Regions from separate parts of the Arachis hypogaea genome. Here region 1 is linked to region 2. The links are chromatin contacts, called in public Hi-C maps. All regions are on one chromosome and are shown on one strand. Each heading gives the region's core, a stretch centred on a gene start, on an enhancer-like site or on the middle of the called end of the contact. The rest is flanking DNA. Distances are from core to core; before and after follow the strand shown. Region 1 has its middle 38 kb from the start of LOC112770296. Region 2 has its middle 36 kb from the start of LOC112793425.

What was found. Hi-C and Micro-C count contacts between places; a contact is called where the count stands out from the background.
Region 1: a contact with region 2 is called in a Hi-C map of leaf, with 2.0 times the contacts expected there. The contact joins two enhancer-like sites. A contact is called at or near these places in 2 of 8 Hi-C or Micro-C datasets (both in leaf).

Annotation. Positions count from the first base shown.
Region 1 is chr3:38,568,930-38,575,670 of arahy.Tifrunner.gnm2.J5K5, forward strand. No RefSeq gene overlaps it. Among protein-coding and RNA genes, the nearest start is that of LOC112770296, 38 kb to the right of the region's middle. Within about 2 kb of position 5,217, at least 3 of the 3 cell types and tissues checked have open chromatin away from gene starts, as enhancers often do.
Region 2 is chr3:38,255,003-38,261,530 of arahy.Tifrunner.gnm2.J5K5, forward strand. No RefSeq gene overlaps it. Among protein-coding and RNA genes, the nearest start is that of LOC112793425, 36 kb to the right of the region's middle. Within about 2 kb of position 1,644, at least 1 of the 3 cell types and tissues checked has open chromatin away from gene starts, as enhancers often do.

The DNA.
Region 1 (6,741 bases), core at 3,967-6,466, 320 kb after region 2:
TTAATATATAGGTATTGTAAGATTATAATTTGGGATGTTTGTATTTATTTTCAAAAGGACATGCATAATTTAATATTCGTTCAATGTATTATTTTGTTAATTATAATGGCTTTTAAAAAATTATCATTATGTATCCCAGCCAATATATTACCAGCATGAGGAGGCAACATGGTATGTTCTTGGGCGATAGGACTATATCGTACTTGCAGATGATCGGCTTATACCATCTTGCAAGGATGAACAAACACTGGTTTTCGTGGGATGAGCCACTTGTCAATGCATTTATGGAGAGATGGCGTTCGCCATATGCCATTCGAGGAGTGTACGATTACACGTACCAGTTAGGCCTCCCGATTGACGGTGAGTATGTTAGTGGATGTCTGAGAAATTTTGAGAGGTACATTGAAGATGGCCGACCTACATGGACTTGGTTCGAGGACCTATTAGGTATCTTACCTCTTGCAGGCTGCATCAACAAGTTTATTATGAAGTGCACTTGGATGTAGGATACATTTAGTGAGTTTTCTCATGGCGGAGACAAGGATATAGTTAGGAGGTATACGAGAGCGTACATGATGATGCTGTTATCGACTTAGCTCTTTCGGGACAAGTTTGGTACACGTTGTCATATCCAGTGGTTACCGTACGTAGCTATGTTAGAGGATAAGGGCAGATACAGCTGGAGATCCGCTGCTCTTTTAGGGTTATATTGATGCAGGTGCTGTGTGGCCAACAAAAACATCGTTAAGTTGGCTGGTCCATTGCATCTCCTTCAGTCATGGATCTTTTGGCGTTTCTCAGATTTCAGGTCTGATGGGTTTGACACATTTCATTGGCTGTTTGCATCGAGGTATTTATGTTTAAATAAGTTATGTTGATTAATATGTTTTCCGTATATGGCTGTTGATGAGCTAATGTATCGGGTGGCAGGTGGTCAGCATATCAGCCAACATTGAGCGAAAAATGGCCTAGAGTCGCACATTGGAGGCTCAAGATAGATTTACTTCAAGCCGGGGATGTGAGTATTTTAGCTTTCAGGTTATTATTGTTAAGTTATATAACTTTTTATTGTTTATGTACGATCTTCATCAATCATTTTTCTCTTCAACAGTTCATGTGGATGCTTTATAACTCATCAAAGCTTGTTCAAATAATGGATCCCGAGATACTAGAGTCTCAACATATAGCGTTATGAGGGCTATTACGGCATTGATCTATTTTGCTGTGATAGTGACATCAGGTGGATAGGGTGTTACCACAGTTTGGTGGAGTATAGCATCGACCCCGTGCCACACTCAACATTGATTTTTTGATGTTGAATGATGGCAAAGGCTGTGATCGGTGATTTTCGAGTATGTTACAAACTTGCCACCTCTATTGGACTCACAGGGCCCAACATGGTTACGATTTGATATCGTTCCAAACCCAAGAGCGTCACAGGTGTACTTGGAGTGCTAGCATGAGCATGGAAGGAGATTTTTGTCGCCTAAGCTCTTCCTCGATGACCCTAGAGAAGTTGCAATCTTGACAGAGGCAACACACAGGTCCAGGGTAGGTTCTTGATGTTCCAGACAGGTATCGTGTTGAGCAAAGATGTCGTGTTGGGACACGAGCGAGTGCACATGAGTGAAGGTGGCTTGAGGATGCGATTAATGCAATGGAGGGGAGGGGTCGAGACCGTAGACGAGCTAGGGGTCACAGTCAACAGGGAGGGAGGGGAGGTGGTCGAGGTAGAGGTCGATGCGAAGGGAGAGGCAGAGATGAAAGCATATATAATAGGATAATCAAGCATCCTGTGATCACTAGATATCGACGTGGTCAAATATGTATGAGGTCTATTATACCTTCTTACCTCCCAGATCCCTTTCGCTGGCGAAGAGTGACCCGAATCAACCATGTGTAGCCGTTTTCAAACTCCTTACACTTTCAATGGTACTTGATATGATCAGATTCTAGCACTCTGTACTCAATCTCACAGTGGATGCTATAAGTCTTTACGCTTAAGACCTGTTGTATCCTATAACTCTGGCCTCAAATCTAGATGTTACATTCGATAATCCCCTGTTATGTCATGGCCTCCAAGTCTAAAGTTAAAAAATGTGGGGGTATTGTTGAGTTTCCGAACTAGATGCTCTACCACACCTAACTAGAATACTTCCCTCTAGATCATCATCGCTATCTTCATCAATTATGGCAGGTTATACATCATCATCATCATCATCATCATCATCATCATCTCGTAGTACATATTTGACAGCATCTGGTTCTCCACCAACAGGAGTACCGGCCATTGCAATAGCAAGTTGACCAAAAGGTCGATTATCACCTATTTGTCCATCAGCATCACGGTTAAGACAGCTGCGAAGGATGTGATGCCACCAAAACTGCCTCAAGTGCAATGACAGGCACAGACAAAGAGGTACCAACACGCATTAAACTAGAGGCTCCTAGCATTACTAAAGATTGACGATTAGGATTCGATCCTTCTGAAGCACAGCTCCAAACTTAGACAATAGCTCATGGATTCTCACTTCAAGAAACTGACAACAATAGTGAAACAAAACTTGCAAATCTTCGTCACTGTCTATCACCTATAAAATAACTTCTCCACCTATTTCATGCCATGCAATCCTAGTTTTCGGAATAAAAACATTCAACTGATCCTTATTAGTAAATTTTATTCTCTCGCATTTTTTCTTAATCGTCCCTCTATAGTGAACAAAAACTAAAACACTATTTTCATTAGCCATTGCGAGTCCTACAAATTTGTATACGTTAAGCTTTGATTTACCTACTGGTGTATCAAATGTAGTAAATCGAAACTAGCTACTTCAATTTACATCCTGAAAGTTCCTCTTTTAGTAAATTGAATCTATCTATTTTGATTTACCACTTCTCTAGCTAAATCGAATCCAATTGATTTGATTTATATAGAGAAAATGTAAATTGAATTGATTAGTTTAGATTTATATAGTTACATTTTCAAAATTAGACATGCATGTAACGTTTTTGTCTTTAGGACTATCATGTAATATTGAATGCCATTTGAATTGTTTATGTCATTTACCCTATTTTTTACCAATGAAATGGTGCACGTCGATTCTTCATATTATAAAATTTATTGATAATAGAATTTGTAATAAATCTTTCAATAATTTTCTTTCCAATGTAAATCAAAAGACAATTAACAAGAAATTCATCTTTCATTTTGTTTTCGAGTCCATTCTTTACAATATTCATAGCTAAAAGAGATCTATCAATTGTAGCAGTTAAAACAGAAAGAGTTAATACTAAGTTAATCAAATTATCAATCAAATAATACATTAAAGACTTTCCTATCTTTATTAATCCTTAACATAACTCAAAAATGCACAAGTTACTTAATTCAACATGATTAGAAACAATCAAATTTATAATATTGAGCTTGCATTCTAGTGTCAAATTTCTTTTGGTTATTGAACTCATTTGGATAAAATCATTCCATTATTTTACTTACTTTTTAGATATTAAAGATCATTAATATTTGGACTGGACTCTTATTTATATTAGACTAAATACTAAATATATTTTTCAAACAAAAAGTAACATTATATAATATATAATAATTTTATATACTTAATAACTTATTATTATTTATTTAAAGAATATGGGGGAGGGGCCAAGGCCTCTACTTGCACCCCTAAGTCCGTCCCTGCCATGTAGAAGGACGCGTGACAAATCCTAAGGACATCGTGCTTCTGCGCAAGAATGATTTTGCCTGCGATAGGCTTAAATTGTATCTTTTAAGGGGGACAAATTATACAACTTTATAGATGATACATGGGTTATCAAACTCTTTATTAGGAGGGTTAACAAGTTTATAAGATTTTTTATTTAAAATAAATAAATATATTATTTACCAAAATATATAAACTACGGTGTATTTATTGATATACACATGTCATATCTCAGGTGCTATGATCCAAATTTTATTAAACTCATATCCCCATGACTGAATACCCAGGATATGAGACTATCAAAGTTGAATATATCCTGGATGCAGTCGGGATGTGACGCATAACTAAAAACAGGTACTCGGTATCCAATATATAATCGTATTTTGAATAGGGTCACAATAACCAAGATATATTTAGACACGTAAACAGGGTCACAGTACCTGAAATATAGTTAGAGACACAAAATGTGGTCACAGTATTCGAGATACATATCTAATTAATTAGGTGTCTCTGCATCCAAGATGACTATATCAAAAAAATTACTCTCTATATAAAGAACTTGCTAGCTTTATCATTAATTACACTACATCCATCTTTTTACTCTAAGTCTTTATGCTTCTTCTTTACATGCACATGGATAATAATCAGTTCTTTTTGTAGTAATTTATCTCAATAGAACAATAAAAAATTGTGAAAAGGTGTAATATTTGAGGGTAATTCGATTATGATATTGCTTATTTGCATGTTGATCCTCTAAATGCACTAAAAAATGCCATACTGAACAATATAGGAACAATAGGTTCTAAAGAAATTGGAAGAGCTGCATATAAATTTTTTTCAGTACAATTAAGTGAAGAGTTTACTAATAGGATATTTTGACTTGAAACCGATTAGCATATAAAAGTGATATTCGACATACATGTTAGGCTAATGCCACAACATGTGATAAAATGATAAGATCATTATTATTGTCTCCTCCCAAACTTGTTATTCGTGTATGGTGTCTGCTTTATTCTATTACTTCATCACCTATTTAATACAAAATTATCGTTTTAGTTTTATCATTATCTGCACCTTTGCACCCAACTAAAATTAACAACTAAATCAATACTTAAATATACTCTGGCCCAGCTACCATTTGATGTTCAACAATGATCACCCATGTTCCCTGACTTGACTAAAATAACCAACAAAGTAAAGCATACACAGTAACGAATTTAACTCCATTATTATTTGATTCTTGCTCATTTCTCAAATGAGAACTTAACTGAATCATCCATTTATGGGGGATACTGTGCCGCCCATGCCTCTCTTTCAATTTCAAACTACATGGGGGAACACTATACCCGCCATGACTCCACCTCACATATCTACTATACAATCTTCTCCTTCAATTTCAAACTACCACGCCTTCCAAATCATTTTCGGTGAGACTAACCATGGCATAATCTCACTACCAGCAATAATTTCTAGAGAATACCTATTACTACCCAATGAACCATCAAAACTTAATATACTTGTTAAACAGTAAATAACCCATTGCATGTCACTACATATTCAGATCTCCATGGCCCATTTCACTATATAAAAAAATCAAAGGCCCAATGATTCTAGTTCAAAAAATGAGGTCCACTCACTGCAATGGCTCCATACGTGTGCCGAGTTCAACGCTTTGAGTCGTAGATACACAAATTGACAAAACATAGGACAACTGGACAACCTGGAAATATTTAATATTATCACGCTTCATGCAGTAATTTGTTGGCAGCAATAAACTTCTTAAATGAAATTTAATACCGTAATAAATTAGTTATTGACCGATTAGGTTGAGGAATATTGTGGGAAACTAAAAAAATAAAAATAAAAATAAATTAAAAAGACAAAAATATCTTTTTATAATTAATTTTAAAAAGAATAAAATATTTTTTAATTAATTTCAAAAAGATAAAAATATTATTTTTTTTAGAATAGAGTTGTTTGATTGTTTAAAAGATTAAAAATTTATGGTATATTTTTTTTATATGCCTTCTCTATTTTCTTATTTAAATATCCACTGATAAATTGAAAATAAATATAACTATATAATAACAATCACATTACTTAATAAAATAAAATATAACACACGATAATCTATCTTTTTTTAAATAAACTACAATATATATATATATATATATATATATATATATATATATATATATATATATATATATATGGACCGAAAAACAACAATAACTAATTAGACAAAAAAACAAAATTTAAAAAGCATCTATATTCTATAACATCTTTGTTCATTCTAACCAGTTCTACTTCTTCCCTCTTATAATCATCAACAGCAATCCAGCGAATGATATACCTGAATTTTTGAAGACAAACCTAAAAGAAAAACATATAAGTTAAAACAAAAAATAATATAAAAAGGAGAAAAACAAAAAAACTCATATTAATAGAAACAGAAGTAATTAAATAAAAGAAGGTAAAATTTAAGGTGACGTCTGTGGTGGATGAATATATTTAGTGGCTAAGATGGCTAAATGACGTGTTTAAAGGATAAGTTGACAAGTAGAAGAAGATATGTAGCTAACCGTGAGAATAAGATCTGTTGGAAATTTTCAAGAGTATAACTTTAAAGTCAGTAATGACATAGGAGAAGATGGTAAGTTTGCTATGTCAGAGTGAGGCTAAACAATGCTTTCCTTAATTTACATAATTTGCGTAATTTTTCAGGTTTAAACTTTTAATATTAAATATTCTAATAATTTCATAACAAATTTGGATACCAAATGAGATAAAAATAAAAATAATAAAAAAATAACTAAAAAAAATTACATGTTAAAAAATAATTAAATATATGACTATAAATACTTTTAAAGTATGAGTTAAAAGTATTATAATAGTGAAATAAAAATTGACAAGTTTTGTTATTTTGTTCCTATGGAATCAAAAAAAAAAAGAAATAATTAATTTAAATTTTTGTTGACAAAATCTTAAATACAGATAAATATCATATTTTCATTTACTTAAAAAA
Region 2 (6,528 bases), core at 394-2,893:
CTTCCCTCAACAGCTATCTCCAACTCTCAAATTAAAAATATATATATATATAAAATAAAATAAAATAAATTATCACTAAAAATAATTTTTTTTAGTAGTGTGGGTTAATATGTATACAAGTAAAATCAATTATTATTATACGAGATTTAAACAAAAGAAATCACGATATAGCTAGTCAAGAGTCAACCAATTGAGTAAATTTGGCCGAACTTATTAGTAAATTCAATAACAATAATTATAACATTTTTATAAATAATATTACATAATCGATAAAATTTTTATTTTTGATCAATATTTGATCAACAAAAATACTTTTATACTAAAACTTAAAATTTTAGATCATAATTCTAATAATATAGAAACAATGTATTGACTAATACTGATAAAAACTAAAAAATGTGTGTTTTCTGACATTTTTCTAATTTATTCTAGTATACTTAAGCATGATAAAGGTATAGCTCTTCTAGTTTCCTAGATAATAGTCCAATTAGGTAATGTTCATTAGTAGTAGAATATATTATTAAGTATTAATAAAGTAGTGTTCTTTCTCTTCAACAATGAGAAATTGAGAATGATGGAGAGATATTAACTCCTATTCTGAAGTTGGAATAATTGGACCAAGTGCTAATGAAAATTATTCTAAACACATGCTGGATCTAGTATTTTTAAGACAATGGGATTCCGGTGATAATTTTTATTTTAGATAGTAAAATAAAAATAAGATAAAAAATATTATTTGAGGATTTATTATTACTAATTGTAATTAGGTCATACATTTTAATACAACTTTGAGGACAAAGGTATTAATAAAAAAAGTAATGTAAAGAATAAAATTGGGTTCAATAACCTAACTAGATAATTCTCATTAATAGTAGAATTTACTCTAAATAGAATAGTAATGATAAAATTAAAAAGGCAATAAATTAGTTTTGATATTATTTTCTCTTTATAATTCATCTTTCAATTCTTTCCTAATTATCCCTGGATTAATTCTCTTTCCAATTTTCTCTTAGCTCATCAATTCTTTCCTATTTTATATTCTTCTCCTTTTATTGTTCTACTTTACAATGATGTATCCATTTCAAACTCTTGTATAATTCAGTTAAAACAGCATATAATTTTCAGCTTCGTAACTGACTTTGAAGAAAAATAATCGTATTTTGTTAAGTTATTCCTTAGTCCATGCTGTTCCGAATGTATCATATTTGAACATAAACAATTGGTTCTAGTTAATATTAACATCTAATTAGAAGCCAATTTCTTGTATATATGTTTACAAAATGAATGTATACAAGGCTTAACTAATATTATAAATTTACGGCTTAACTAATATTATAACTTTTATTCTAATAGTAAACTCTCTTAGTGTGAGGCTGAGTTTGATTTAGGCAACACTATATCTTCATCATTACGCCAACAATTTCTTTGATTTGGGGCACATATTTCTCAGGACTAAGAAAATAAAAATCACCAGAAATTTCCATCTCAAGATTTTTCTTTCGTCAAAAAAGATATTATCATTGATAGAAAAAGTATATCAGAAACTTATAGAAGAAAAAAAAAGAAGAAAAAGTGTGTTGTTGCAGTTGGGTTTCTAGCTCCATTTTTTTTCTGGACCTTCGGCGAGGCCTAGTTAGCTGGGTTGGGCTGATGTTCACAACTAGCTACTAGGTTCTGTGTAAAAAAAGTGGACTTCTTGTTTAATGCTGTTGAATCTTTTGTACAAAATAAGAAATTTTTGCCAATCTTTTCATTTTAGCTAATTATTTATTGTCAATATCTTTTTATTGTTTTTGGTTCAAAATCCTTATTTTTATGCATGATATATAATATCATATTATATACAAATATTTAATTGATAAGTATTTTATTTTAATTTTATTTTTATTTTGTAAAGACAATTTATCAAGATCTCATTATTTTCACGATTTTTAGAAATTTCAGGTACCTAAACGTCATTTAGTATCAACACTTGGATAATTGTTGGTGTTCTTTCTATGTCTTTATCTTTTTTAATAGGAGTACCATTTGTTTCGATAATATCAAATACTTATTTTTTTTTTTTGAGAATTTTTGTTTTTGAATCAATTGGTCTACCACGTTTTTGGCGTATATTTGTTTCAATAATCATTTGTCCAACTGGAACATTTATTCGAATTGGAATATTTTTAGTTGGTATGTAAAATTTGATTATCCTCTTTGTGTCAGAAAATGCATCAAGCAATTCATTTGCTATTCTTTGCAAATGTATAACTTTCGAACTTCTAGTTCATAATATTATCCTGATCGTGAGTTTAGATGCGTTAACGATTATGTATTCTAATTAAGTTCTTTTTCAAGTGGCTTATTCTCTTCACCCAATGCTGGAAACATTGATTTATCAAAGTGACAATCTGCAAATCAGATTTTAAACATATCTCTTGATTGTATATCAAGATACCATATTATAGAGGGAGAATCATATCCCACATAAATTTCTAATTTTTTTGAGTCCCATTTTAGTACGAAAAGGTGAGACAATTTTAACATATATCTCACACTCAAATATTCTCAAATGAAAAATATTTGGCTGCTAGCCAAAAGTTAATTGTAGGAGAAAGAATTGATGGTAGCTTGCTGGTCTCAAACAAATAAGTGTTGCGACATATAAAATCGCATGCCCCAAACATAAATAGGGAGATTTGCTCTCATAAGTAAAGGTGTAGCAATTAATTGAGGCGTTTAATAAGTTATTCTACTAATCCATTTTGTGTGTGAATATGAGCTATTGAATGTAGAACACTTATTCCATTATTAGCCATACAATAAGCATCAAAGGTTTGGGAAGTGAATTTACTAGCATTATCAAGGCAAATTACTTTGATTAGTTTTGCTGAAAATGTGTTTTTAATTGAATAATTTGAACAAGTAATTTCGCAAACGCCAGGTTGTGAGAAGACAATAAACACATGTGTGACCATCTCGAGGATGTATCTATTAGGACCATAAAGTATCTAAAAGATCCATATGGTGGATGAATTAGTCCACATATAACTTCTTGAATTCTTTTTATAAATTCAAGAGACTCAAATATAATTTTTACTGGTGATGGCCTTACAATTAACTTTCCCTGAAAATATGCAGCACAATAGAATTTACTAGATTGAAGAACTTTCTGACTCTTTAGTGAATGTTCATGGGAGTTTCAATAATTCTCCACATCATAATTGTTCCAGGATTGTCCCAATCAATCATGCCAAATTATGAATTCCTTTGGAATAGTAAACTAATGGTTTATAGGAACATGTGATTCAATGCACTAACCTAGAAGAAAGTAAGGATAATTTTTCTAATATAACACTTTTATTTGATTCATGAGTTGTGATATATAAGTACTCATGATTTTTCTCATTCATGGTTTTAATATGATATCTATTTAGGCAAATATCTTTAAAACTCAACAAGTTCTTTAGAGACTTAGTAGATAATAGTGCATTATTTATTATGAATTTTGTCCCTTCAAAAAATAAATTTATAACTCTTCCAAAACCTTCTATCACATTGTCAGAGCTAATAATTGTATTATCACATTCTTCTTTTATTACAAGACGAGTAAAATAAGTAAAGATGTATGCACAGTAAAATTATATTCTTAAATGGAATTATTTGTTTAAGTAGCACCGTATAAAAGGATAATATCATATAGTAAAAATTTTATTATTATTATTATTATTATTATTATTATTATTATTATTATTATTATTGAACTTGACATATTTAGTAATTTTAAAGTTCTTAAACATAAATAATAATATTTTATTAAACATTATTTATATATATCATACTTCAAATTTAAATATATAAAAGATAAAAACTTAACAAGAAGTTTCTTATATTATTTATTGACATAAGTATTTAATGAACCTAAATATTAAATTTTTCTATCATTAATTAAATGGTCAATTTTTTCTTCAAGATCCTAAAAAAAATCAAATATTTCATAATAAGTAGTATAATTTTTAACATCTTTTGAAACAAAATTTATCTTCTTTTTTTTGTCATATTTGTTCAAGGATGCTTAATAAAGATCAACTAAGTGCTTTGGGATACGACAGGTACGTGACCAATGACCTTTTTCACCACAATAAAAATATTTATCCTCTGTTGATTTATTTTGCTTATTATTTCTTTCTTTATTCGACTTTTGGTGACATATTTTCTTGTGAAAATATTTTTTTTCTTTCATAATTTTTTTGTTATCAAAACCTTGTCATTTATCTCTTTTAGGATTATAATTTGTCGCATTTGCTTCAGAAAATGGAGCGACGCCAGTTGGGCGCGCTTCATGATTTCTTAAAAGCAATTCATTGTTACGTTCAGTAACAAGAAAGTAAAAAAATTATATAAAATATTTTTAAAATTTTTTTCTCGATACTTCTACTGTAGAAGTATATTCGAGGCATGAAGATCGAGAAAGTTTTTTCTAATGTCATTATCAGTTATCTTTTTCCCACATAATTTTATTCGTAAGGTAATTTGGAACATTGTTCAATTGTATTCATTTATGGATTTAAAATACTATAGATACAAGTGTGTCCACTTATATCGGGTTTGAGAAAATATCACACTGCCTTTTGATGATTATACCTTTCTTCAAGGTTCTTCCACAGATCTGCAAGATATTTTAGTGTGAGATATTCATTTTTCAATCCTTCGTTAAGATGATGATGAAAGAAGATCATGACTTTGGTTTTATCCTTCTAAAATGCTTTATTTTTAATTTTAATGGTATCTCCAAGATCTATTGAATCAAGATAAATTTTGACATCTAATATCCATGATAAGTAGTTATTTTCAGATATATCAAAGACATTAAATTTAAGATGAGAGAACTTTGATATAGAAAAAAATTATTACTTGTGTCTTCCTAAATTTTGATCAGAGTCTCGTGCTAATAATGTATTGTAAAATGAATAAATAAAAAAGAGAAAATAAATATAAAATAAAAAAGTGTAAATAGAAAATTTTAGTATTAATATTCACTAATATTATTATCTCAATATAACTGAAGTGATTTATATATATTCACTCTCTACATCAGTGACAGAGCCACATTATAATAAGGAAGGGGCAATGTCCCAAATTAATAATTTGTATGTATAAGTTTTTAATTTTTTAGTTTAGTTCCTTTTTAATTTTTAATTTTTTTTAATTTATATTTTTCATGTTGTCCTCTCCTAAAAAAATTTCTAACTCCGCCCCTACTTGATATGTTAATGAGCGTACATATAGATAGAGAATTAGTTTATGTAATATTATATGTGTATTATCTCAGATTTTGCTTTTTTTTTTATACACATACAATAATCAACCTTTTTAACATTAATTAAATTTAATCTTTTTTGACATTTAAACCTCCTACCATTAAAAAATTGAGCCGCTTATATTGTGAAAGAAGTCATGTATGATTAAATGGATATCCATATCACAACAAAAATATTATTTAATTTATGATTTCTATGACAATAATATTAGTTAAATTTTGATTATAGGATTTGGAATATAAAAAATATGTAAAACAAAAGTAACTGAAAAATAATAAAATTTTCTATTAAGTACTACAATCAGATTTTGCATGGAATAATTCTAGGATAATTGTTACTATTTATTTCTTTTAAATAAATTTTATATTTTATTATCATTGAATTTAGAGTGAAATAATTTAATGATAATTAAAAATTTATATTACTGTAGAAAAAAAATTTGACAATAATGACAATAAATTTTTGCAAAATTTAAAATTTAAAATTTAATTTACAGTGGATAAATTTAACGGTAATTGTTAAATTTTTTGCATTGGATTTCAAAATTTGAGAGTAACATATTTGTGTGAATTTTTTTTTAATATGAGCAGACAAAATGGAAATGAATTAAGTCAACTCATGAACTAGTTCAAGTTCGATTAGTTAATAGTTTGATAAGCTGCGCTCGTGAATCAAACTTGTTCAAGGATTTCATCTCATAAATTAAATGAGTCGAGCTCGAATTTGGATAAGCACAGTTCATTAGTTCATGAGTTGGCTTGATTATAATTATATATATATATATATATATATATATATATATATATATATATATATATATTGATACACATATCATATGTGTATTTAATTTATAATATGTATATTTTGTCCCTAATATTTTTGAAAAACTTTAAAAATATTCTTAATATTTTATTTGTTTAATTTGTAGGACATAAATTATAAATTTATATTTGATAGATAGAAGTTTAAATTTAATATATATATATATATATATATATATTTATATATATATATGAGTTATTAGTTATAATTTATTGATATAGAATTATAAATTATGTTCATATTATTTGAACTAATACGTGAGTTCGAGTTAACTTATGAGTTTTTGATGAGTCGATTTCAAACTTAAAAAATAAGTTCATTTGTTAGTAAATCGAATTGTAAAACAAACTCAATTTTACAAGTTAGCTTGAACTTGGCTTAATTCAGGTAATCTCGACTCATT